7 separate regions of the Mus musculus genome follow, and all the other regions are linked to region 6. A link is a contact called in public HiCAR-type, HiChIP or PLAC-seq and promoter capture Hi-C data. All regions are on one chromosome and are shown on one strand. The core of a region is the stretch at or near the end of the contact, and the rest is flanking DNA. Distances in the headings are between cores, read along the strand shown.

Region 1 (3,692 bases), core at 696-3,195, 2.9 Mb before region 6:
CCTTGATGCACATTCTGTTGTTGATCACGAGACCCCAGCAGGCAGGTAAGTGTGGTCACCACCCCCATTTTAATAGGTAGGAAGACAGGTTAGGAGAGGCTTGGCCAATTGTCTCCCAACAGCTACTAACTATAGCTAATTATGCGGTTTCACTCTGTGAAGCTGTGATGCTGTTGTTCAATGAAAAACTAGTCTAGGCATTGCTCTGATGATTTTTTCCCTCCCGGATGTGATTATTTTCTTAGATGTGTGACTTCAAGAGCAGCAGGTGAATGGGGTCCCACTGAGCTAGCTGAAGGCTTTAAGAGCAATGACTAAAGTTTTCCAGAAAAGGAACGCTGCCTCAAGGTTGCAAGAAAGAAATTACCCAAGTTCCTGGCTTGATGGCCAACCCTGCAAAGTTTAGACTTCACCGCTGTGTCATATCAACTGTTACCTGCTGACGTGAAGTCTAAGAATTCTGTGTTGGCCAGCTTCCATGGCTGTGCGCGTCAATTCCTTGCAGCAAATCTATTACTGGTTTGCTTTTGAAGAGCAATGGTGGATGCAGGAGAGCAGGTTGGGAGGTCAAGCCTCACTCATTCTTCTGCCCAGGGAAAGTCAGTTCCTGCTTAGAGGGTAGGACTCAGGTCCAGAGGATGTAAAAGGATCCTCACAGGCTCATGTGTTTGAATACTCGGTCCTCAGCTGGTGGCCTTGTCTTGGGAGGTTGTGGAACCTTTTGTAGTTGGGACCTTGCTGGAGGGAGTAGATCTCTAGGGATCCAGCCTTGACACTGACAGCCTGACTCTACTTCCTGTCCCATTTCTCTTCCTGATCCATGAAGATGTTCCTGCCACGGCTGTCACAAGCTCCCCTTGCCTGCCATGGCTGCTCTGCCACAGTGGACTGCCTTTCAAACCATGAGCAGAAATAAACATTTTATTGGGTCATTCTGTCACAGGCATGAGAAATCTCATAAACCTCTGAATCTCTTTCACCTCTCACCCAAAGGAGACTCCCACTGAGGTAGAGTAGAGAGATGTGGGAAAGGGCTGACTTGCTAAGAGATGTCCAGACAAAGGCAGCAGAGACCAAGAGCAGGTGATGTGTTTATTGCAGGACATCTGGTCCTGAGAATCAGGCTAGTTCTGGGGCCCCAGTGGAGGTACTTCTCTCAAAAGCCCAAGCCCAGGGCAGACAGATACAATAGACTCCAAACCAGTTACACACAAACAGAGAGACTGGTAAAGGAGATGGAGGGGCAGGAGCCGAAACATACACACACACACACACACACACACACACACACACACACACACACACACACATACACACACACACACACACAAATAACAAACGAATGTGCAGGTTCCTATGCTGGTTGAGAAAATGGCAGCTCCTCTTCTGCATCCAGCTCTTTCCTTCCTCTGTTTCCATGAGACATCCATCTGCTCAGAAAAGCCCTATCGCCGTTAAATCTGACTCAGTAGCGTGTGGCCAACCTTCCTGGCCGTCCCTGCTATGGTCTCTTGGATTGGCAAATGAGTCAAAGAGAACCAAGATGGCAGGCAAGGTGTGGTGGATACATCAGAGGCTGAAGCAGGAGGAGCAGGAGTTCAAGGCCAGCTTTGGCTCTGCACTAAGTTTGAGTGTAGCCTTAGCTACATCAGATCGATCTCAAAAAAAAAAAAAAAAAAAAAGTCCCTACCCCCACCAAAAGAAAACAAAAACCAACAGAGACACAATCGTTTCAAAAACTAAATTACAATTTGTTTCTGTGGTCTTTTGCACCTCCCTTCCAATTCTGATGGGTGAACAGCATGTCCCCTGACCAAGAAAAAAACAAACAAACAAAAAAACCCCAAAAACCAAACCAAACCAAAAAACCCAACCACAAGAACATCTTAAGCACAGGCTGTGAGTCATAGTCATAACATATTGCACATGGTGACAGTGTTCCTGAGCCCTCGCACTGCAAATCCCAGACATGGGCTTTTGCTCTAGCAATCTCTTGCCTGTCAACGCTGGTGTCATATACCACGTTAGTCCCTTCCTCCCCACTTTTCTAATATTCCACAGTATGACTACCCTTTAGTATTGGCCAAACTCAAGTCTGGGATCAGTTTAACCTCAGCACTAAAAGCAAGTGGTGGAGGGAAGTAAGGGCCAGTTCAAACCTTTGTCTCCTTCAAACAACATTCCCCCACCAGGGGGCAGTAATCCAAGTCCAATAGGCGAACACTTGCATCCCAGGGGTGGACTCTTGCAAAGTGAGCCTGAGAGGTGGTATCCCTCGCTGTTGTTATCCACCAGTTGGTCCCAAGTTGGATTAATAAAAGATACAGCCTCATGTGGGACAGACAGACAGTGTGGCAATTCAAACTTTTTGCTCCTACAGAATTTTCAAGTATCATAAAAATCCCTGACACGGTATGTAAACAAGATTTTTTTTTTTTTTTTCAGGATAGAAAGCTAGACTGTTCCAGGAAGCAGCAGCATGTGAAATAGCTAGAAGAATGGAAAGATTTGGGGTTCAAAAACAAAGGGCAGGCAAGATAGCCACTTACTGTGCCTTATGGGCTCAGTGCTCAGGCCTAAACACGGGCCATGGGACCCTTGGAGTGGAGCTAGGGAGAGAAAGACACTCAGGATGGATCTTCTAGGGACATAGACAGACGTGTCAGGTGCCCCTTCTTTTTCAGTGGTATGGCTATGAAAAGTAGTCTTTGAGAAGTCCGGATGTATGCAGTCCTCACTGTCCAAGTCTGATATGCTCCATCGGATCCGCAGTTCAGGGGAAAGGTCACAGAGCCATGTCTTTGTCCTCCAGGCATACACGGAAGGATTTCCCAGAGAGATGCTGTTGGGCGTATCCCTGGATGTTTTGTTCTGTTGATTTGTTTTTAAAAAGAGCAAAGACCCTCTCTACTTAAAGGTACTAGGTTCTCTGTCCCACCTGGATGAGCTCTCCTCTTAGGTATTTACTTCCTTTGTCTGGATCTTTCAGGATTCTCCCTGTGGTCCAAGTGTGGCCTAGCTGTCGAAACAGCCTGCAGGGAACATATGGCTGCCGCTGAAGTAGCTGCTTCCGTAGGAGGCCGTAAGGCAGTGCCTGGGTTCAGCTGCTATGGCCATCTGCATGCTAAGGGATGCAGGGACGGGCACAGGACACATATCCAAGGGCTGGAGGGTTGGGTATGGCGTGTGGAGGGATGGACCAGTGTCTCCTGAGAGCAGGCCCCCTGAACGGTGGGCCTGCAACGAGTCCCGATATGCCAAGCACAAGTCCTGCGCTGGACTCTGGAACTGGGCTAGAGTTGTTGGCGGTGGCTGGCTGAGAGTCGGGTAGGTGGGCGGTTGGAACAGCACTTGGGCGGGAGCTGATGATGAGCCCGGCACCATGGCCAGCGTCTGGCTCTTGACTGCAACGGCATCCTTGAGGACATTGTCATAGGCTCTGAAAGGAAAAGGCTCAAGTGAGTTTTGGAGATGCAAGGCCACTAGGCACCTGCTTACCTTCCTCGGTAAGTGGGACAGTGCCACACCACTCAACGATGACACATTATAACACAGCCACGGCTATCGACTTACTAGACTCAGGCCTCAGGTCTCAGCTTGCAGCTGTTTCTGTCCCCAAACCTCTCTGATCCTGTGCAAGAGTAGGCAAACTTGTCCCCGCAGCTCCTGAACCTCCTCCACACCTTGGCTGT
Region 2 (3,243 bases), core at 361-2,860, 2.5 Mb before region 6:
TAAGTTGTAGGATGTTAGAGAGTGTCCTTTTCCATATGAGTGATTTGTCAGCCCAAGGTTTCTGGTTGTTCCGAAGAACAATTGCAAATCCCTAAGCCAAGAAGGTATATAACATGGATTGTTGTAATAGCTTGGGTTTAGGGAGCTGGGTGAGACTTAATGTACATTTTTAATTTGAAACACAATGGCCACCCTCAGACTATCCTACATTCTAAACTGTATTGAAAGGCTATAAGGGGAATGGAATTCTCTTGCTAGTGTATCTTCTAGGCAATGTTGTTCCATTTGCTGTCACTTTTCACCTTTTCCCTACTTCCTCAATCCCTCCCCTCTCACAGGGAGCCAGGTTGACCTCATAAGCTGCAACTTCTCCACGTTGACTTTCCTCTTTGCTGTCTAAGGTTCTAATGATTTACTAACTCATTTCCAGACTTTTCTCTTTGTCACTGTCTTCAATATTTCCTTTGTTGGCTTGGATTCATTCTGTAGCAGAGTCATATGGGGGACACTTCTATTCAGCCATCTGGGTGTTTCTCCTCCAGCCTGTCAGCCTCCTGGATCTGTCAGCCTGGACCAAGAGACCTTGATCTGGCCAAGAAAATCTGCCATAGATTATTGCTGGCATGTCTTGTTTTCTTATCATCCATACCCTCCATACATTTCCATACCCACCTACGCCACCTCTAGATGATCTCTCTGCTGGGATTTCCTGATCATCTCCTGCTTCTGGCTCACTCTAGTATCTCTTAGACCTCTCAAGATAAACCCCAGTAGCTGATTTAATGTAAGCATGGTAGCTTTCTTTTGCCTTCCAGGTTTTTAGCACTTCACCAGTTTCACAACTAGAACAGATTTTAGAGACCAGCTCTCAGTTTCTAACATTTGTGACCCACAGAGTAAAATGGAGAAGATACCTATATAATGTCAGACCTAGAATATGAAGCTGTAGGATAAGAGCCAATTAGGGTAATGTGAGATGGGAATCCAATCCTCTATTTGGATTGCGTCTTCCCAGTGGTTTTGAGGAATACAGTTTAGCATTCCAACTGATTTGTTAACTCTTTTTTTTGGGGGGGATGAACAGAATCTTGAAGGAGATAGAGTAATTTGTTCAAGGTCACCCAGTGGATTAGTTCAGAATTTGAATCAAGGCTTTCTTAGCTTTACCACTTTCTGTAGATCCACAAATAAGACAGACTACAGGGGACTTTCAAGGGAATGATCAAAGAGTGTCTACCTCCTATTAACCCATCATCCCTTCAAAGTCTCACAGTCCGTCAATAGGTCCCTATGAAAATCATCAATATCATTTCCTCTTGAAACGTCTCCCTCCTGCCCTGATATAAATGCATTGCTGGCTTGTTAATTTTAGTTGGAAAATCGGAGACCTAGTGACAACCACTACTGCACAGGGCTCCTCTGCTGTTCAATAAATGCTAATAAACGGCAATCTGCAGTCTTAACAATTGCTTCTGCCTGAACCCAGATGCAAGGGCAAAGATTACTTTGGTCTGAATTGGATTTGAAAAGGCTGAAGGAACAGGCTTTGAGTGCGCAGTGGAAATGCCAGTTGAATATTAATTACTGCTGCGCTGCCGGATTGTGGAAGGGTGTAGTGGTTCAGCGCAGAGACAAGAGGGACTAGCAAAAGCCTTCAGAATGCTTGTGCTTGTGGAATCCAAGAGCGTGGCTTCAAACAGAGGCTTGGGAGCCTGGGGGTGGCTTTTTCTACAGCTCTCCCAGTGTTCCGAGAGCACTTCTGCTCTTGCAATTTGCTCATTTTATTTACTCTTCAGAATCATCATAGTGACTCAGCCAGGAGCTGTCTTACGGGCAGGTTTTAATTAGTGGCCTGGGAATTCAAAAAGTAGCAGGGAGGTACATAGGGGTTCCAGAAGCTACTTGCCCCACTAATTATTTCGAACACTCCAAGAATGGAATACTCATGCCTCTAGTGATTCCCAACACACAGTTACGACCAGCCTGCCTTACACAGTTATCCCCCTGACCCCAGCATTAGTCGTGTGTCGCATGTGAAGGATAGAGATTTGCTTATGAACATACTGAGGTGATTTCCATATATTCCCACCCCTAGCAATCTTTTAAATTATGGATACTAAATTATGTCCTACAGATTTAGCTGACCAATAGACACATGACTAATTGTTTCTTTCCATTTGAAATGTGAGCCTCCTGGTGGGCTGTATGTTTTGGTGCAATTATATCAGCCCCAGGCCAGAGCTGGGCCATTTTAGCCACCTGAAGAGTGTGCTAATTGTCCTGAAGTATACTGCCTGATGTGTGTCTCATTGCTGTAGTGGTTTTAATGGGAATTTCTAATTAAAAATAAGAAGAGAGTCAGGGTTGGATGCCTTCCTCCTGCATTACAGTTCAGGCAGAGCCCCCTTGAGCATGCTCATGTGATCAAGCCCATGAGGGGAGGCAGCTAGGGCAGAGACTAGCGTGTGTCTGGTTTGTCTAGTAGGTACAGCTCAGGCTGTTGGAGCTCTCATTAGATCTGGGCCAATGTCAACATGTCTTCCCTCATGCCACTTCTCCCAGGCTCTGTGTCAGTGTGTGGAGTGTGTGCCAGTGGGGACTCTGGGAAGAAACAAGGCAGGGATTTTAATCAGCTGGAGTTTCAGGCTGACATCTGGAAGGAGTTCATGACATAAGATTGTTCTAGAAAATCATAGTCACACCCCACTGCTTCCAAAAGACCAGGTTCCCTGGTGATTCAGTAAGTGGTCCAAGAGTCTTATCAGATGAGAATATCAGCTCTGTCCTTATTAACAGTACATTCTTGGAAAAGCCACTTAACTCTTTTGAGCCTTGGCATACTTCCTTATAAAGTGAGGATAACTAACAATAGAAACTCTGATGGCATATTGGTGGACATTTGCTTAAGACATTTTTGTATTGTACATGGTGAGTCACATTTCCTCCCCATGCCCCAAACCCATATTCTTACTACCTTGTTCACAGTCTAATAACACAGAGGACAGGAGAAGAGTGAGACCAAGTTCTGAGACTATTAGTCAAAAGTAGAGACTAGAAAGAAAAGGCAACAAAAGAGAAAATGGGATTTTCTTATCCCTGTGGGATAAGGCTCAGCCCATTTTTGCCAGCTGACATTGAGAAGTTTTTGAGAGGGAGAATAGGGTTTGTAAGAGGTGAACTGGGGGGAAGAAAGAGAAAATGGAAGAAGAAAGAGTTAAGAGGGTGAGAATTGTTGTTCCACCT
Region 3 (3,292 bases), core at 722-3,221, 2.7 Mb before region 6:
CACACAAACACACACAGAAAACGTACACACAGACACAGATACATACATATACACACACACACAGAGAAAACACACATGCAGACACACACAGAGAAACATACATACACAGATACATCCATACACAGAGACATATAGGCACACAGACACATATGTATCCACACACAGATACATCCACACAGAGAGAAACACATACACACATGTATTTACACAGAAAACACACACAGATACACCACAGATACACACATACACACACACACACAGGAAACACGTGCAGACACATGCATAAACACACACACACACACACAGAAAACACACACATGCAGACACAAAGAGATACATACATATACAGATATATCCATACACAGAGACATACAGATACACAGACACAGATACATCCACATACATACAGACAGACAGACAGACACACACACACATACATACACACACACAGAAATTTCTTGGGGGATCTTGCTGACTTCTTCATGGAGTCAAGTAGCTTCAAAGATGACTTTGAACTTGTGTAAAGAGTTCTGATTCACCCTACTGGAACAAATGTCATGATCTGGGAAGCCGTCGCACGTTCGAGTGTGCTTTGCTAGTTAAATCAGAAAAGGGCAGAGGCGATGTCTGGAGAGATGAGCAAGCAGAGGGGTTGAGTTAGTTGGTGGTGGAGAGCGGAGTAGTGATTGTAGCAACCAGATACCAAATAATCCTGTGTAGATGGGAGAGCCGAAGTAAAACAGTGGGAAGAGAGATTTTTAATAATTCTAAATGCCTTTGTCATTATTAACGCTGCTGGTCTGCTGTGTATAGTTTCTGGCAGACAGTCATTTACGGGAAGGAGCTCTGGAATGTTGCAGACCAGTTTTATGGTCACGGCAGAGGAGCACCACACTGAGATGTACGAAGGCCTTCGTGTGTTACAGAAGGAACTGGATGGGCTGGGAGACCACCATCAGCCACTGTGATAGTTTGGGTGTTGAGGTTCCTGGAGTGGATCCCAGGGCAGTGGTGGTAGAAAATGTGAACTGTATAGAGATACAAATGAGGCAAGGGCATTTGGAGTATGGCTCTGCAGGGAGAGAGCTTGGCCAGCATGGACAAAAAAAACCTGGGTTTGCTCCCTGGAACTGAATAAATCCGACGTGGTGACACACGGGGAATCCTACCACACCATTGGCAGGGGCAGGAGGAGCAGGAGTCAAAGGTTATCCCTCAGCTACATAGTGAGCTCAAGGTTGGATGGGCCATAGGAGACCCTGGCTCTAACGAAAATAAAGACGAGGCTTAGAGACGAGGAGTTTGATGAAGCAGGGGGAGAGGAGAGAATTGTGAAGAATTTGATGTAATTTTCTGACTGTCATTTACTATAGCTTTCTGAGCACAATCTGCACCACCCTTCTCCCCATTTTAATGTATTTAAAGAAATGTCCAGAGATAAAGAGATAATGAGCCCTATTGAGGTTAACTCTGTGAACCCAAGCGTCCAATTTGGACACAAAGAGTTAAGTACCTTTGCTGCCGGTGCAGCCCAGAGCCTGTCCTTAAAGTTAGTTCCTCCTTTGAAGATAGATAAGTCGTTGTCATGGAAACGAAAGCACACAAGTTCAGGGCCTGAGGGCGTGGTACCAAATAGGTTCTCAGTAAACCTCAGGGCTCTTTTCTTTCTTAACCTGCGAGCCAGCAGTCAGAACCTGGCACATGGCATGCTCCTTAGAAATGTTTGAATCCGGGCTGTAATGCCCGAGGGAGGCAGAGGTGGAGAGGGGCCCATCCCGATGTCTATCCCCATCCCGGGGCGAGCTCTCTGCTACCTCATCTCGCGCCTGCAGCATCCAAGGTTCTTCCAGGTCCGCCCCACTCTCTGTCCTGAGGGGCACTACACTCACCTTCTGTGCACCGAGCCACATCCAGGGCCATCCGACGTCGCTGCTCCGGTGGTGTTCAGTCCTGCCTGCAGCAGCCAGAGATGCCGGCCCCAGGCATAGTTTTCCCATCCCGTCATGGGCGGGAGTGCCTTCCTTCCCGGTCACGTGCGCTGGCTAGCAGCTGGCCTTCTTTTTCCCTTCGGATTTTAGAAAGACTTTTAGCGATGGGGGCAACTTGGGTGTGTCGATGCATTTATGTGTGTAGAAGCTGTCAGAGCATTTGAAGGTTTAGTACACGAGTCGTTGTTATTGCGGTGTTCGCCAGTGTCTGCAGAGCCATCTGTGTGTACACGTGGGCATTTATCTCTTGGTGGATCCGAGGCTGTCTCAGGAGAGAGCATTTCCTTGTTCACTGAATGTTCGTGCACTGGACAGTGATTATAAGGTATACATACATGTTTTGTAGTAGTAGTAGTAGTAGTAGTAGTAGTAGTAGTAGTAGTAGTAGTAGTAGTAGTAGTAGTGTGTGCGTGTGTGTAGGTTATGCATTCAAATATACGTCAGACCCCAGTATGCATGTGCAGATTCATGGTGAAGACTGAGCTGAGTGTGTAACTGGGAGTATACTGGGTGTGTCTGATAGTGGCTAAGTATCTGTGTGAGGTGACATTGAGTGTTCAGTGGCTTCTTTTCTGTATACACACACACACACACACACACACGTACACACGTACACACGTGAGGATTTTCTCTGGATGTCAATGTCCACACAGATGGGAACATATATGTCCCTGCCCTCATCTCTCTCTCTCTCTCTCTTTGTCCTCTGCAGATGAGTTTCTTCTTTATCCTTCTGACTCTCAGGTCTACCTCAAGTTATGGAGAGAGAGAGAGAGAGAGAGGGAGAGAGAGAGAGAGAGAGAGAGAGAGAGAGAGAGAGAGAGAGAGAGAGAGAACACCCTGGGTGATCTCAGCATCCAAGACATCAGAGAGATCTCAGTTAGATAACAAGCAGACACTAGAAGAAGAAACACCAAAGGCCTGTTATTAGCACCTCTCCCTTCCTTCCTCTGCTCCCTTCTTCTAGCTCCTAGTATTCCCCACTGAGCAGCAGGAGCATCTGGCTAACAGCTGTCACAAGATGCAGACTTTACAGTCAGAATTTTAATGCAGAAATGCCTCCAAAGTCCAATGCTGATTGCATTCCCCTAGACACGTCAGTGGACTGCATAGACAGTATTTCACTTTCAGAGATGTCAGAGGAAGAATAATGATCTCACCTGCACCTGCCTTCCTTCCCTTAGCTGTGACACTCACCCATAAGACACTTAGGAAGTTATCAAGCTATGCAGAGATCAGTATTGATATTACATAAATTTATAATTTGTAGTGATCATAAATGTTATATTAATACCATCATATAT
Region 4 (3,727 bases), core at 705-3,204, 2.8 Mb before region 6:
AAAGTACAGTTACACCCTACTCGGGTAGGGTGGGCTCCTACGAGGAAACAGACACAGACTCTCAGACAGGAGATGACACAGAGGCAGTAAGTTAAGAGCATTCAGAGAGCTGAGGCAATTGAACCATGAATTTAAGGACTGCTTGGACTATACAGTACCTATACAGCTAGCCTGGGCTCCATAACAAGACCCTGTCTCAAAAGCAAACGGATCTTCTGTATCCTTCCAACATCCTGAAATCGGATGCCCACCAGCCTCTAGTACTTTGTTACAGTAGCTCTGCTTCCATTCACACCAAGTCTCCAAACAATCCTTCCCAGCCCAGGTACAGGAAGAAAGAGGCAAAGCCTTCATTCAGTCCTCTGGGTTTTCCCAGTTTCCCAGTGGCCAACAGCAGCCTCAGCAACAGGAGGTGAACTGAGAGGGGGATCAAGTTTCAGCCAGCCCACCTTCTACCACAGGAGGCCAACTGGCAGGGGAGTTTGTGTTTTCTCCCTTAGCTTTCTAGTCTGCAACCTCTTTCGGTTAAGGCTAGTGTGTCTTTTCTTTCTCTCGTTTTGAGACAAAGTGTCCCACTGTGTAGCCCTGTGCTTCCTGGAGCTCCTCCTGACGCTTCAGTTGACCTTGAACTTGTGGAGATCCTTCTGCTGTCTCCACAGTGCTAGGACTGCCCCCAGGCCAGACTTTTAAATTTCATTCAGTTCCTGCCTTAACAATGAATTCCCACCATCTACCTAATATTTCTTTACACCGAACTGTAACTTTACTACGTTTGCATAGATTTATTTAGGCATCTGCTTTACCACTGAGCTATGCACTAGTCTAGTAATTATATTTTAAAAGAAATTGCTACAACATCATTACAATGATAGGGAAAATCAGCATTATGTATAGTAGGTGGTATTATGTGTCTTTGAATTACACACTGTAATGGATACACAGTATTTTTTTTTTAATCCATTCTTGTACCATGTAAAGTAACCTCGGGAGGAAATCCAATGGGATACGAACTATTCTTCATTTAGGTGGCTGGTGAAAAACCGACTTCAAGTTCTTGGATCTCCAGGTCCTTTGCCTGGAAGAAGACCACACTCCCCATGAAGGTAAAAGAGCAGGCGCACAAATAAAAGGGCACCAAGAGTGCTGAGTTCCCATGCGGGGCATCCTGAAGACACCCACAGGAGACCGAAAGTGACTTTAAATACCCAGTCCTTGCGAGTGACAAGGGCGGGGAGGAACTGACCTTCTCGCGCAGAGTGCAGTGTACGTCCGAGGCGACGCGCCCTTCCCACCACGGCTCATCCATCACCGCCGCAGTTATGAAGCTACCGGGATCTCGGGGCGCACCCTGCGAGGACACCAGGAGCTTCAGCGATCGGAGACTCTTCCTTCACCCTGCCCTCAGTGACCCTGATCCTCCTCGGTCCCTGTCCCAGTCCGGGACGGGCGCCCCCTCCTGCCCTGCACCGTGGAGCTGGCTGTCGCCCGCTGTCCTGAAGAGCCAGCAGTGTCCCCGCTCCCCTCCCTCCGCCCGCCCAACCTGGGGCTATCTGGAACTGTGTGCAACAACTTGCAGAATATCCAATGTGCCCCTCTGCAAAAGTTGCAAAGTTGCGGGCTGTAGTAGCTCTCCCAGGGCTGGCTGGGTCACTGGCTCAGAGTCCCCAACTCCTCCCCCGCCGCCTAGCCTTTGTCCTGCTCGCACATCCTGCCCTCGAGCCGGGGCCAGACTCACGCATCGCTGTCCCGGCGTGGGGGGCCGCGGGTGGTGGGTCCCTTCCCGCACCGGGTACGTAGTGCCCTCCGATGGCCGCCCGGTCCCTGGCCTCGCGTGCTCGCGACCGCTGCCTCTGCAGCCCGTCCCGCCCGGCCACCGGCGCGCCCCTGCGTGCGCTCGGTCCCGCCGCGGCTCGCAGTTCGGGCCGCCGGGGGCCTCCCTCCCTCGCTCGGGGAATTGGGGGCCGGGCCTCGCGCATGCGCCGCCAGCACCCCGCGCCCCGCGGGGCGGGGGGCTGGGAATGGCAGTCTTTCTTTCCCCGGCGCTGAGCTGCGCTTCCTGCCCACCCTCCTCCCTCGCCCGGGCAGAAAGCTAGGCTTCACCTTCCCTGGGACTCTGGGGGCGATCCCCAGTGACCCTGCCCCCTTGATCCTGGAGCGCGGGGGACGCGGCGCCACCTGCGTGTGCCGCGCGTGGATCCAGCGGCCAGGACGCCCCCAGAAAGTTCTGACTTCCGCATGCGCTGCTCCTGCCAACCTGCAGACGCTTCCACCTGTCTTTCTTTCTTTTTCAGCCTGCCCTGCGATGGGGAGGTAGATTTTCAAACAATTCCCACAGGAGCCCCAGAGAAGACACCCTTGGATACGCACGAGTTCCTCTTTATAAAGAGGGCTCAGTGAGTATCTTATTGTACTCTTAAGCGTGCATCCATGCTGAGCATTGCAGGGAAACAGTCCTTGTGGCAGGTTGCGGGATAGAAAGCCCTTTTAATTTACTTGTTTTCAGAAAGGCATTTTCTGGAGCCTGCAGTATAATGGCATAACATCCTGCTGTGCTGATTTTTGTGAGCCCTTTGGTGATCCCACTAACTTAAAATCAAGTCCACCAACTACCTGGGTGTTTTTGTTCACCCAGTGTCTTAACCACTTAGAGCTTGGCTTTAGGTAATAGAGGGATACAAACTACAATAATCTGCTGGGGATACATTATGATTAAATGAGAAAGGACACGAAAGAGGATTACCACTAGGCCCGTTAGAAAGTCACCAGTCAATAAATAATTACACGAAAAAGACTTTAGTTTCTGCCTAGTTTTCTACAAGATAGATATTTGTTGTGGTTTGAGACATGGTTTTTCTGTGTAGCCCCAGCTGTCCTGGGACTTGCTCTGTAGACCAGGCTGGCCTTGAACTTGGCGATCTGAGGGAGGTCTTGTAGGACTACAGAGTCCTGTGAGCTGGGACTAAAGGTGTGTGCCACCATCATCAAGCCGCAAGTAAAATTTTACGGGTTAAAAATACAATTTAGTTTTGAAAGGCTACTATAGTACTGCATACCTGCGACATTAGCACTCAGAAGGCTGTCTGTAGCTTAAGGGTTAGGAGTTCAAGGGCAGCCTGAGTTACACAGAAGTTTGAACCCTGTCTAGGCTGAGGGTTTTTTGTTTTGTTTTGTTTTGTTTTTCTATGTTTTTTTTTTTAGCTTTGATGAACTTGTACTGAAAAGAAGTTTTAGCATTTATGAGCCCTCATAAAAATTTAAAAAATACCTGAGATTAAACAAATGTGATATATATGCAATCATGTATGCATATCTTTAGATCAATGTGACCTAAGACCTTCATGAAGAATCAGATGCAAAGCATGGACAGGCAGGCCATCAAAGAAAAAAAAATCTCATGCCCTATTCACTAACAAACAGATACAAACAGATACACAAGTAGATACACAGATACACAAACAGATACATAGATACAAACAGATAACAAACAGATACAAACTACAATTTTAAAAGCTGGAGCAGATCTTTATCAAAGATGTTTTTAGTGTTTGTTAATGTTTTCGGTTGGCATACAAGGTAATGGGTTCCTTTGTGGCATTTCGCACCTATGTGTCCTCATAGTTTGTTCTCAGTCATCATCTCTCCCCTACTGCCAAGGGACTCCTAAGGTGGGTAAATATACAACCTTCTTGGGAATGCAAATGCCATCTTTCTGAAAAACAACATAAAT
Region 5 (3,655 bases), core at 936-3,435, 2.8 Mb before region 6:
TCTGCTGCCTCCCTTTGGATCCCTTTCCCCAAGTCCTGCCTTGTCTGGCCTAAGTGGGAGAGGATGCAACTAGTCCTCCTGCGACTTGTTGTGCCAGGGTGGGTTGGTATCCGAGGAAGGGGTTTCCCTTCTCAGAGGAGAAGGGGAAAGGAAATGGGGAGGGGTATGAGTGTGGGACTGGGAGAAGAGGAGGGAGTGGGGACTGCAGTCAGCATGTAAAGTAAGCAAATAAATAAATTAGGAAGAAAAAGAGCCAGGCAGGCTGCATTTAGGTAAAGCGGACTGAGAAGGTGGGTAGGGTACCAGCTTTGTAGGATCTAAGAAATCTGTCTTGTCCTGAGAAAATGAGGAGCCATAGAAAGGTTTAGAGTAGGGTTTCTACCTGCCTGAGAAGCCTTCCCTAAGATCTCTGCACCAGCCCAGACCTGGGCTCAAGCCAGACAGGCAGGAGCAGAGATTGCCCTGGCCTTGTAGCCTCCTGAGCATCCCTCCCAGCCTTCAGCATCTGCCTGGGTATTTCCTCTAAGGACGGAGTTCTAAATTCAGCCCACGCAGTTGGTCAGGCTGCAGCTGCCGTATTAGCCTTTGCCAAGTGACCTTTGCCCTGACCATGCTACCCTGGTCAGGGCAGCGCAGCCACAAGGCACAAGTTCGATAGGCGAGGCCCTGGCTTCCCTCCCTCACAACTCAAAGCAGCCAAGCTCAGCACCTTCCAGTTCCCTCCCTCTTGCCAAGTAAGAAAAAAAGACTCCCGGAGTGAGCGAGCGAGTGAGCGAGGGAGTGCCCTGCGTGTCCTCTCACAGGAAGGCTCTTTTACTCAGGGCAGCTTCTGGATAGGAAAGCACAGAGAAAGATGCAGGAAAAGGTAACAGGTGGCAGAGCATGCCAAGGAGCAGGCGAGGGGAGAGCTTCTTAGCAAAGACTATGTGCAGGCCGACAAGATCCTGACAACCACAACTGTCCCTGGGTCGTTTTCCCTGCTTCATCTTGACTCCTGGGGAGACTCTCCTGACTTCTATTGTACCAAGTGGGGTTCTCATTTCTTTCGACCCTCCCATTCTGCTTATTCCTTTTCCTTGTCCCCCACCCTCTTTTGGAGAAGTGTATTTATGTAGCTCATCTTGGGCCCCCACTCAAGATGTGGTTAGAGGTGACCTTGAACTCCTGATCCTCCTCCTTCTACCTTCCAAGTGCTGGGATCACAAGTGTGTGCAACCACGCACTTATGTGACGCTAGGGATCCTGTATGCTAGGCAAGCACATGACCCACTGACCTACATTCCCGGTGTTTGTTCATCATGGCTGAAATTCTGCTTACTTATGTGTCTTCCCACTGAAAGGCAGACTCCAGAGAGCCAAGGCCAGATGCTACATATACAGTTTGCCCCACACCCAATTTAATGGCGGACACACAAGCAGGTGCTGGAAAATGTATGTTGAGCAAAAAAGAACGGCTGTCTTTCTTTTGTTTTCAAAAACTCCCTGATGTGTGGTAGCAGCTCCAACGAAGCTGTGAAGTCAGCTTTGGCTGGGAAATTCAGTTCTACTATTTACTCACTTTGGGTAGGAATTTCTGACGTTTAGTGACCTTGTCTGAGAAATACGGGTCATGTTGCTGTAAATGTAACGTATTTGGCACACACCAGTCATCCAAGTGAGAATGGAGAATGGTCCTTCCCGGGAACTGAGTAATCAAACTGCAGATAAGCAGGGGTTTATCTGAGGCCCAGAGCTTAGCGGAAGGCTAGAGTGCTTTCAAAGTAAAGGAAACTTACTTTGCGTAACATGGAACAAAGTTTTCTACCTTGGGGTGTGTGGACAGCTGGGACTAAGGAGGCCTCTGGTGAAAAGGACAACTGCCTATTAGCCTGCTCTGCAGGGTCCCCAAACCAAATAGAATTAGTCATGTTGAACCTGGGCTTCTTTCTATGCCCCCACCCCAGAAAAGGGTGCTACTTTGTCATAGGAACAGCAGTTCAGGGCTTGCAGCTTGCTTGCCCTGTTTAACTTTGGAAGTCCAGCTGATTACATGGCTAACCCAATTAGCGGGGGAGAGGCGCTCATTACGGGGCTTTGCCCTAAGGGTCCACATTCTTCATTCCCCAAGCACTCTTGACCTAAGCCTTCCAGGGCCGCAGCAGCTTGAGTACAGGAAGCAGGCCTCCCTGGCGAGTGGCCTGGATTTCAGGGACAAAGGAGCAGCCTGCCCAGGGCGGCTTGCAAAGCTCTCTCAAGATCAGACAGGCGCTTGGCAGGCATCAACCACCAGCTTGGCAGGGTGGGCTGCAGGAAGGCTGCCAGGCAGAGTGACCTTCCTCTCAGCACCAAGGTTGCAGGAGGGAGGAGACAACAGGGACAAATTGGAAGGGGCTTCCTGAGGATCCCAACTCCCCAGATGTTGGCCCCTTATCACCTGAGCCAGGCAGGAGTGCCTTCTGTCCCAGGTGCATGTAGGGATGGGCAGATGGAGTCCAGGGACAGATGGCCATGGTCATCAGAATTCAAGGAGATGCACCTTATAAAAGCCTGCTCTTGTTATCAGGGCAGTTTTTTCCTTGTTTGTTTGTGATTTGTTGTTGTTGTTTGTTTGTTTTGTTTTTTTAATATTTACCATTGACTAAAAAAAATTTTTTTTTCTATGACACACCAAAACGCTCACAGAGCTTATCTGGGCAGGGGCTGAAGTAGGCCAATATTTTGCATGGGTTTGCCTTCAAACTTTTCAACATTGTCTGAATTAAAAAAAAAATCAAAATATAATTTTATAATTCAATTACCAGATTTCAAGCTCAAAAAAAAAAAAAAAAAAGAAAAGGTGTGGAGGGAACCAGGTCTCTCCTTTATTGAAGCCAAACTCAAAGGTTCTCTCCCCTGCCCCTTCAATCAGTTCTTTATTTGTGAAGCTGCCCTGCTCAGTGAGCAACCCATTGCACCCTTCTACAGTGTGCACAGCAGCCAGTGTCTTAGTTAAGTTTTATGTTCAAGGATGAAGTTTAAGTCGTATTTGTTCTATGTGTATGCAGGGGTTTGCCTCCATGAGTTTATGTGCACCATTTCTGTGCAGTGCCCTTGGAAACCAGAGAGGGCGTAAAATGCCCTGGAACTGGAGTAAAAGGCAGCTGAAGGCCACCCAATGTGAATGCTGGGCACTGAACCTGGGTCCTCTTCAAGCTCAGCAAGTATTCTTAAGCACTGAGTCATCTCTCCAGCTTTTCACTGGAATACCCAAATGATGCTTGATTTCTGATTCAGAGAAATTCACAGCAAAACACAGTGAATCCCCTAAGTTTTCTTCATGCAACTCTCAGGACAGAGGATCGCACAACAGCTTCCTGTTCATGAGGGCTCCTTGAACATTTGCAATGGCTGCATAGCATTTCGTGGCAATGTTGTGTGGTAAGCCCTGATTTTAGAAAGTCTGGACTGCTTCTCTTCCTTCAGCCCTTCTCCGTTCTGCCACTGCTCTTTAGAGAGACCTACCCCAACCTCTGTCCCATATGACGGCATCTCAGGAGTTTCTCACAACCAGCAGGTATTTCAAACAAAGTGTTAGTCATTGAATTCCCTCCATCTCATGAAATGCAGCCATCCACTGTCCAGCCAGTAAGGGCTAATGAACACCTATTGAACCGGTGAAGGCATGTGTGGCTAAATG
Region 6 (3,694 bases), core at 244-2,743:
GCACTAGAAAAGGCCAGTTTCTTAAAAAGGTTCAAATCACATGTTGCAGAAATTGATATCCAATTAGCTGTTGACTAATTTTCCTTCTCCTGCCCAAGGTTACAAAACACAGTATCATGTCTCCGTTCACCACTACATTATACAGTCATCCTCCAACAGGCTATGCATCTAATCTAGGTGTAAAGTATAGCCTGATTGTTATGTGAGTCTTAATAAATTCTTAACCAAAAACGGGGAAATGTGACCAGATTAAAAATTTGGTGAAATTAGGTAACTTCACACACCTTTTCACTACGATGAAGATCAACATGCAAGAAACTTGTTATTTAGAAAACCAATCTGACATCTTGGAATCCTCATCCCATTACCCTAGCCTTGCTTGTAAGTGCCTGTATTAGCCTACACGTCATGAACAGAGTTCAGAATCCTTTTGTCTAGTCTCTGGGACTCCCATCGGTGCCCAGAAGACGCATATTCGTTCTTTTGACCTACTTAGCCTTCTGTCAGCAGGAACTCCGGAGGAAATAAAAGCACCCCAAACCTATTTTAGAAATAAAGTGGAGAACAAAATCTTTGAGTTCTACCCGCGCAAAATCTGCTCTGTGGGTGCAGTGCTCCGTGGAGACCCCTCGCCAGAACAATTTACCACTTCTTTCTACCAGCCAGGAACTAACCTTGCCACACCCAGCAGTCATCCCTCTGACACCGTGAATTTTAGGGCTCGGGGTGCGGGAAAGCCAGAAGAAGGAACTCGGGACAAGCCCTGGCTTGCTACCTTGAGGATCTCGCGGCCACCCACGGCCAGAGCCACGTGCCGACTCTGCAGGCCGCACTGGATGTCCTGCGCGCGAGTGCCGGGGGGCACCTGGACTTCAATGAACACCTCCTCCAGGGTCTGGTACCACTGTCCCCACGGAGTCCCGCAAGGAACCACCCCGCTGCGCTCCTCAAACGGGGCGGACATTCTGAAGACGCCACGCAGGCACACGGCTCCGGGAGAGCACTACACCGGCGGGACTAGGCTCTGGGCTTGCCCTCGGCGCCTTGGGGTCACTGCACATGCGCAAGAGTCCAAACTGGCGTGTCCGAGTGTGCAAAATTCTCCCTTTCAGAGCCCATTTAAGACACTCGTGAGCCCTGGTGAAATCGACCGAAGCCTAGAGATGTTGACATCCAAAGAACACTGACGCCGGAACAAAGGAGAAAAGTGCCTGCGATCTTTAAACCTGTGTGACGCCAAAATTCCGACGCGTCCACCGGCCTGTGAAGTGCGCTTGCGCGAACTGGGCTACCCAGTAAAACTGAGTAAAACCAGAAGTGATTGGATAGAGCTGTTTGCGGCGACGATCAGGAGCAGCCTCTTATTGGCTACTAGCTTAAACTTACAAACCTTCCGATTGGGCGGCGGTAGGAATCTAGTGCGCATGCTCTTTGGACCATGCAGGATTGGCCAGATAGGTTTAGGTTTTCTGATTGGCTGAGGGGGAAAGTTGAGGTAAATTTGAATTCAGGCGAGCTGACAGTTTGCTGGGGCGTTTGATTGCTGTCTCATCTGGACCCAGGCGTCAGAATGTCCTTTCCTAAGGCGCCCCTGAAGAGATTCAATGACCCTTCGGGTACGTACGGGTGGGGGAACAGGGTGGGAAGGGGATGTGCCCTCGTTTCCCAGTCATTCGAAAGCCAGGTTAGGGCTGGGGCGGTGTTTGTTTTTCTCCAAATTCACGCAGTAAACACCTGGTTAGCGCAGTGTGGGATGGTAGAGACGCGGCCCTACGTGAAATGAGGTCATCCCTGCACACAGCGAGTCTTCAAGCGTGAGATTCCAAAATATGCCATCAACACCATGGAGAAACCACAGCTGGTTGAAGGGGATTAGGAGTTGGCAGGCGCTACTTTTCTTTTTAAAAAGAAGTTACTCTCTTTAGAATTTTCTGCATTGACATTGCATTCAGATATAAAAGCATAAAGACTGAGAAATCTGTTCAGTAAAGACAGCTGCCCACGGATTCTTTTCCACTCGTGAAACAGTTCTTTGGAATTTCTTTTTTAATATTTTATTTTTTTAAGGTTGATTTATTAACATGAGTATACTGTAGCTGTCCTCACACACCAGAAGAGGGCCTCAGATCCCATAACAGATGGTTGTGAGCCACCATGTGGTTGCTGGGATTTGAACTCATGACCTTTGAAAGAGCAGTCAGTGCTCTTACCCACTGAGCCATCTCATGAAACAATTCTTAAGTAATGTTCAGCATTTTAACAATAGAATAGTGGAACTTGGTGTGTAGATGACAGAGTAAATTGAGTGTAGATGGTGATAGCATTTAAACAGTTAGAATAAAGTAATTTTTAATGTTTTCACCTGTAAGAAATAGACACTTCCAGACCTAGTGGCCTGAGCTACATAGACTGTCAGTAACTCACACCTACAACAAATTAATAGCATGTTGGAAGTAAATGAAAAATGAGACTGAAATCCACTCAATTTTATGAAACTAAATTGGCAGAAATGGAGTGGGAACCCAGACTTCCAAGGATATATGCTATGCTCTTAAGGGCTGTGGTTTATGCACAAGTAACTAGAGCCTTGGGTGTGAGGTGATAGATGCTAACTGTGCAGCTGTACTGTCGTAAGGTCTATATGTTATTCCTTTGAACAGCTAGACGAGAAAAGTACCAAAGTTGTACTCTTTACAAATGAGAACATTGAGAGAGTTTCTGACTATATTATGCAGCCAGCAAGTAAGTGATGGAGCGGAAGATGAAAGGCCGGTTTATATCCTCTGTAGCATGTACTGGTTAGTAGTCTCTATCTGGTTTCTATCAACGTTCCTCCATTCACAAGGTCAAGTGAGTGATCAGACACAGCCATCTCCATGGCCACACCATTTCCAGGGAACTCAGACAACTTAGGTTCTACAGAACAGGGTAGATGTTTTTGTTTTGAGACAAGGTCTCTTGTAGCACAGGCTAGCCTTGTACTCCTGCTGCCACCTCCCAAGTACTGAAACTTAAGAGACCTGCACAACACACATGGCTCAGCTGCTGTTTGGTTTTAAGGAGCAGTAGTTAAGGCTTACAGTGTCAAAGATAATATGTCAGATATTTAATATTTGTAAGTCCATGGCAGCTTTTTCTACCTCAAGGAAACTTAAAGCATCCTGGGATAAAGGAGGGAATCTAACTTTTTTTTTTTTTAAAATTTGGTGTGTTCTCCCTATGTCTACAAAGTGTCTGGCATGGTATTTTCTGTAGCTTGTCAGACACAGGTGATTTTGAGTACTCCTGTGGCTAATTACAAAAGCCTAGTCCATTCTCACATCCCAAACAAGATATTTTTTTTCTATACTGCTCAACATAACTATGAGCTAAATACTAGAAGAATAGAAGCTACTCCCAAATTGCAAGCACTTAAGTCTAATGTAGAGATAAAGTAAATAAGTCCTTATGAAAGCATAATAAGCTGTTAGGAATTATAGACAGTGCTATGAGAATTTTCTAGCCTGATTTTTTTTGAGGGGGGGGGGGGGATTCTGCAAAAGCTAGATGGCCACATGGAGATCTGGAAGGTGAATGAGAATGGGCTGAACAAAATTGAAAGTAGATTTTAAATTCTATAAGAGAGCAGGCTGAAGCCGGGCATGGTGGTGCACGCCTTTAATCCCAGCACTAGGGAGGCAGAGGCAGGCGGATT
Region 7 (3,692 bases), core at 225-2,724, 2.6 Mb before region 6:
GTTTGCTTTAACCTTACAGGTCCTTTGTGTATCTATTATGGCTTCTGGTTTTGTGTGTGTTTGGGATTCCTGTGTGGGTAAACGAGTCTCTGCACCTGTGAGTTTCTTGTGCTTTTTTTTCTTTGGCTCTCTTTATTGTTTGGTTGTTTTGTTTTATTCTGTTTTTGATTAATTTTATTTTATTAACACTTCTTAGATGTCTGTTTGTTTCTTAGGTAGAGTCAGAAAGGGTGTGGAACAGGTTGGGAGGCAGGGCAGTGGGGAAGAACTGAGAGGGGTAGGGGAAGGAAACTATCACTAGAATATATTGTTTTCTAAAGCTGAGCCATGCTCTTCAGATGGAAAAGGGTTGCTTGGTGATCGGTCCCTGGGCTCTACTGATCAAATCAAGGCCTCTCAACCCCCTATGTTCCATTCTGTGCTTATCCGACCCTTAGCCAGTGACTTGTCCTAGAACATTGGCAAATCTCAGCTGCGACCAGAGGTCAGTGTTGACATCCCACAACAAAAAGAGATTTATTGTGTGTAAGCAGAAAAGTCAGGTTACCCCATAGGTTATAGTCTGTTTGATGTGTGATTATAAATTATAGGCAAATTATAAGTTATAAGAGTAAGTATATTGAAAGATGATTGTCAACTTATTAACAGCGACTTTTTCCCCCTAGGGAAAGACTGGAGATTCATTTTTCTTTCTTTGTAATTTTCTTTATTGTTTGACCCTTACTCTGAGCATTTGTAATTAAAATAAACTATTGTAGAAGACTTAATGCGCAGTTGTACTGATTCCAGACAGTATTGGCAGTGAGAGATGGTTGGAGAGGAGTTCCTGGTATGTTGCCTGATGAAAGAGAAATTAACAGGCAATATGTAATATAGTTTTTAAAAAATTTAAAAGATTTATTTATTTTTTTATATGAGTACACCATTGCTCTTTTCCGACGCACCAGAAGAGGGCATCAGACCCCATTAGAGATGGCTGTGAGCTGGGAACTGAACTCAGGACCTCTGGGAGAGCCTTAACCACTGGGCCATCTCTCCAGCCCCTGTAATACTTTTTTCACGTGTATGTGTGTGTGTATGAGGACTGAAGTTGATGCTGTGGGTCTTCCTCCACCATCTCTACTTTATTTACTGAGGTAAGGTCTCCTGTTGAACCCAGAGATTGTCAGTTCTGCCTAGTGTAGGCAGCTTGCCCTGGGGATCCAATTTCTGGCTCCCAATTTAGGGATTGCAGGTGGTGGCTACACCTGCCCAGCTTTTTATATGGGCTCTGGGGACCTGAGCATTGGCATCTGCCCTCACACTTTATGGCAAGGGCTTTATCTACTGAGCCATCTCCTTGGTGCTGTCTTTTCATCCCAGAGGCTATGAATAGAGGCTGGAGAGATGGCTCAGCAGTTAAGAGTGCTTACTGCTCTTACAGAGAACCCGAGTTCAGTTTATAGCACCCAGAGGGCAGCTCACGGCTGCCTGTGATTTAGCCCCAGGGGATCTGATGGCCTCACATGGCTTCTTTGGGCACCTGCATGTATGTACATCTCCATTCCATACACACATAAAATAAAAATAAGTAAATCTTTAACACAAAGGTTATATAGGGTGTGAATTTGTGTGTGTGTGTCCAGTGTATGGTAACAAGTAATTTGTTCGGTAAATTATTATTTTTGCCTAGCCAAAACAAAAAACAAACTTACAAACAAACAAACAAACAAACAAACAACAACAACCACAAAACAGCAGCAGCAGCAGCACAAACATGGCATAGATGTGCTGCTTTCTATGTGTGCAGGTGTTTTTCAACATATGGGTTGGACCAGCAGCATCACTGAATCTGGAAACTGGTTGGTGATGCACGTCCTTAGTCTTGCCCAGGTCCTACGGGAGAGGAAAAAAAGACCCATTGAAATAGAAACAGGGCGGGGCTGAGGAATTCGATGGACCAGCCCATTGTGTGACTCTCATATTTGTAGCTACCGAGGTCAGTCAAAAGATACCCTTATTTGACAGAGCTAAACTGTAGCTCACGGAGACCCGGAAGACTCTGGGCTCACACAAGCACATGCAAAACCCATCTATCTCTGAGAACTGAAGAGCCGGCCCACAGACCTTCCAGACTCTTATTGAAGGTTTATACCAGAGGAGAGTCTGCTCCAAGTTCGTTTGAGGAAATGTTCCAATTTGTTCTTTGAGAGTTTCATACATGTATTTAGCGAACTCTGCTTACTCTTCTTGCACTTTCTCTCACTCCTGTTATCTCCCTCTCTTCCCTACATGCCTCACTCACGCCTGTTAGCCTACGACCCACTGGTATAAGTCAGGACTGAGCCTGTGTGGCCATGGGTTTGGAACTGTCCACTCTAGCCTGGTGGGATCCCTGAAGACAACCAATGTTCCGCCCAAGAATCCAACAGTAGCCAATAGTGCATCCTGAAGGAGGAGGGGCTTATGAGCTCCTCCCTATTCTGTGATTGGCTGTTGACAGGCTCAGTCTTGTGTAGGGTAGGTACAGTTCACTTCAACTATGTTGGTTCTCTGGATTCTTAAGATACAATTTTCAGTGTATTAAATCACCCGAAAGAGCTGTGAATGAAGGTAAGTCCTAGGTCACTCCTCAGTCCAGCGACTCAGCCGCTCCAGGGTGCTGTCACTTTAGCCCCAACCCAGGATAGATTCCACCAAGCAGTTTCTAGGACAGCACTATATTCCTAAGTTCCTTTCCAGTTCTTTTTTCCCCTTTATTTCTGTGATCTATGGGATCTCTGAAGCACATTCATCATCCTCGGCTCCTCAGGAAGAATAGCTCAGATGCAGCTGGAGACGAGTCTTGGGAGTAATGATAATCATAATGGAAGTATTGATTAGCCATCTTCAGACAACAAGGAAGGGCGTGATTTATCAGTTCACGATGATGGGCTATTTGGGAAGTTGGACACGTGACAGTCTGAGTAGCCACGGCTCTGCCTAGTTGCTATAATCCAGAGGTTCCAGACACAATGGCTTCTGATGATTTTTCTAGCATCCAACTCTTTACCAATCAGACAGGAAATTTCCCCTTTCATAGATTTGTTATACATGGAAACTCTCTTGTTCTCTTTTCTATTAGTATTTCAGGGAGGTCCATGTTGGGTTATCCGTGTGGTCAGGGAGTCTAGAAAAAACAAAACAAAACAAACAAAAAAAAAAACCCCCCAAAACTCTGGGGTGGAAGTTAGGGAAGCTGGCATCTTGTCCACTTCCTCTTTGCTCTTCTTCAAACTAAGCTGATTTTTACAACTGGTTTTGGAAGGAAGTTCTGACCCTATCTCTTGGGGGAACCCTTCCAAATAGAAATGAACTCTGCTTCTCTCTCTCTCAACCCAGAATATCTTATTTATTCATTGGCTTTTCCACATATGTGTATAATGTACCTTGATAATATCTATCCTGCCTCCTCCACTCCATCTCCCCCATAGAGCTCCCAAAAGGGTGTCCCCTCCAAATTCTCTTTCTGTTTTAATTACCCACTGAGGCCATTTGGTGCCCACATGTTGCATGGTGACAGGGCCAAGAATGAGCAACCTACCTGCAGCCACACCTGCAAAGAAAAATTATTTTCTTTCTCCCAGCAGCCAGCAACTATCAATAGCTTCTCCCCCCATGCTTGGTTTTATCTTGTGCAGGTGACCACAGCTCTGAGTTCATGAGTCCAGTAG

The links. Promoter capture Hi-C pulls out the DNA fragments that hold promoters and counts their contacts. HiCAR-type assays count read pairs that join an accessible place to other places. HiChIP or PLAC-seq counts read pairs in DNA pulled down with a chosen protein or histone mark.
Region 1: a promoter capture Hi-C map of embryonic stem cells shows a contact between it and region 6, with 6 times the contacts expected there. The contact joins the enhancer-like site here to the promoter of Hmmr in region 6. A contact is called at or near these places in 4 of 39 promoter capture datasets (the HPC-7 cell line, cranial neural crest, embryonic stem cells and 1 more) and 6 of 115 datasets of contacts at active chromatin or transcription factors (acute myeloid leukemia, astrocytes, embryonic stem cells and 2 more).
Region 2: a HiCAR-type map of astrocytes shows a contact between it and region 6, with 11 times the contacts expected there. The contact joins the enhancer-like site here to the promoter of Hmmr in region 6. A contact is called at or near these places in 5 of 39 promoter capture datasets (cranial neural crest, hippocampal neurons, liver and 2 more) and 4 of 115 datasets of contacts at active chromatin or transcription factors (acute myeloid leukemia, astrocytes, large pre-B cells and 1 more).
Region 3: a contact with region 6 is called in an H3K4me3 HiChIP or PLAC-seq map of forebrain, with 17 times the contacts expected there. The contact joins the promoter of C1qtnf2 here to the promoter of Hmmr in region 6. A contact is called at or near these places in 3 of 39 promoter capture datasets (cranial neural crest, frontonasal cranial neural crest and hippocampal neurons) and 4 of 115 datasets of contacts at active chromatin or transcription factors (astrocytes, bone marrow-derived macrophages, embryonic forebrain and 1 more).
Region 4: a contact with region 6 is called in an H3K27ac HiChIP or PLAC-seq map of embryonic stem cells, with 8 times the contacts expected there. The contact joins the promoter of Ccnjl here to the promoter of Hmmr in region 6. A contact is called at or near these places in 8 of 39 promoter capture datasets (the C10 cell line, cranial neural crest, embryonic stem cells and 4 more), 10 of 115 datasets of contacts at active chromatin or transcription factors (embryonic forebrain, embryonic midbrain, embryonic stem cells and 6 more) and 2 of 9 other capture datasets (adipose tissue and liver).
Region 5: a promoter capture Hi-C map of cranial neural crest shows a contact between it and region 6. The contact joins the enhancer-like site here to the promoter of Hmmr in region 6. A contact is called at or near these places in 9 of 39 promoter capture datasets (the C10 cell line, cranial neural crest, embryonic stem cells and 5 more) and 5 of 115 datasets of contacts at active chromatin or transcription factors (embryonic forebrain, embryonic stem cells, epiblast stem cells and 2 more).
Region 7: a contact with region 6 is called in an H3K27ac HiChIP or PLAC-seq map of large pre-B cells, with 14 times the contacts expected there. The contact joins the enhancer-like site here to the promoter of Hmmr in region 6. A contact is called at or near these places in 9 of 39 promoter capture datasets (the C10 cell line, the HPC-7 cell line, cranial neural crest and 5 more), 1 of 484 Hi-C or Micro-C datasets (B cells), 8 of 115 datasets of contacts at active chromatin or transcription factors (the 230-238 cell line, Th17 cells, acute myeloid leukemia and 5 more) and 3 of 9 other capture datasets (adipose tissue, liver and macrophages).

Annotation. Positions count from the first base shown.
Region 1 is chr11:43,585,039-43,588,730 of GRCm38.p6, reverse strand. Ccnjl (cyclin J-like) reads right to left here. Exons shown (of 6, transcript NM_001045530.2): 6 at 1,732-3,439. The coding sequence ends at 3,016. Among named protein-coding and RNA genes, the nearest start is that of Fabp6, 15 kb to the left of the region's middle. Within about 2 kb of position 1,945, at least 18 of the 459 cell types and tissues checked have an H3K27ac peak or open chromatin away from gene starts, as enhancers often do. A contact at or near this core is called in embryonic stem cells and hippocampal neurons, where this site is marked.
Region 2 is chr11:43,268,813-43,272,055 of GRCm38.p6, reverse strand. No RefSeq gene overlaps it. Among named protein-coding and RNA genes, the nearest start is that of Gm12146, 46 kb to the right of the region's middle. Within about 2 kb of position 1,610, at least 34 of the 459 cell types and tissues checked have an H3K27ac peak or open chromatin away from gene starts, as enhancers often do. A contact at or near this core is called in astrocytes and hippocampal neurons, where this site is marked.
Region 3 is chr11:43,472,985-43,476,276 of GRCm38.p6, reverse strand. It overlaps C1qtnf2 (C1q and tumor necrosis factor related protein 2), which reads right to left and starts at 1,971. Exons shown (of 4, transcript NM_026979.5): 1 at 1,890-1,971. It also overlaps the pseudogene Gm12151.
Region 4 is chr11:43,526,976-43,530,702 of GRCm38.p6, reverse strand. It overlaps Ccnjl (cyclin J-like), which reads right to left and starts at 1,954. Exons shown (of 6, transcript NM_001045530.2): 1 at 1,736-1,954; 2 at 1,244-1,348. The coding sequence starts at 1,306.
Region 5 is chr11:43,546,886-43,550,540 of GRCm38.p6, reverse strand. The region is part of intron 2 of Ccnjl (cyclin J-like); the gene reads right to left. Among named protein-coding and RNA genes, the nearest start is that of Ccnjl, 20 kb to the right of the region's middle. Within about 2 kb of position 2,185, at least 102 of the 459 cell types and tissues checked have an H3K27ac peak or open chromatin away from gene starts, as enhancers often do. A contact at or near this core is called in liver and neural tube, where this site is marked.
Region 6 is chr11:40,731,236-40,734,929 of GRCm38.p6, reverse strand. Hmmr (hyaluronan mediated motility receptor (RHAMM)) reads left to right here and starts at 1,493. Exons shown (of 18, transcript NM_013552.2): 1 at 1,493-1,616. The coding sequence starts at 1,571. Nudcd2 (NudC domain containing 2) reads right to left here and starts at 1,269. Exons shown (of 4, transcript NM_026023.5): 1 at 776-1,269. The coding sequence starts at 964.
Region 7 is chr11:43,368,088-43,371,779 of GRCm38.p6, reverse strand. No RefSeq gene overlaps it. Among named protein-coding and RNA genes, the nearest start is that of Mir146, 4.5 kb to the left of the region's middle. Within about 2 kb of position 1,474, at least 3 of the 459 cell types and tissues checked have an H3K27ac peak or open chromatin away from gene starts, as enhancers often do.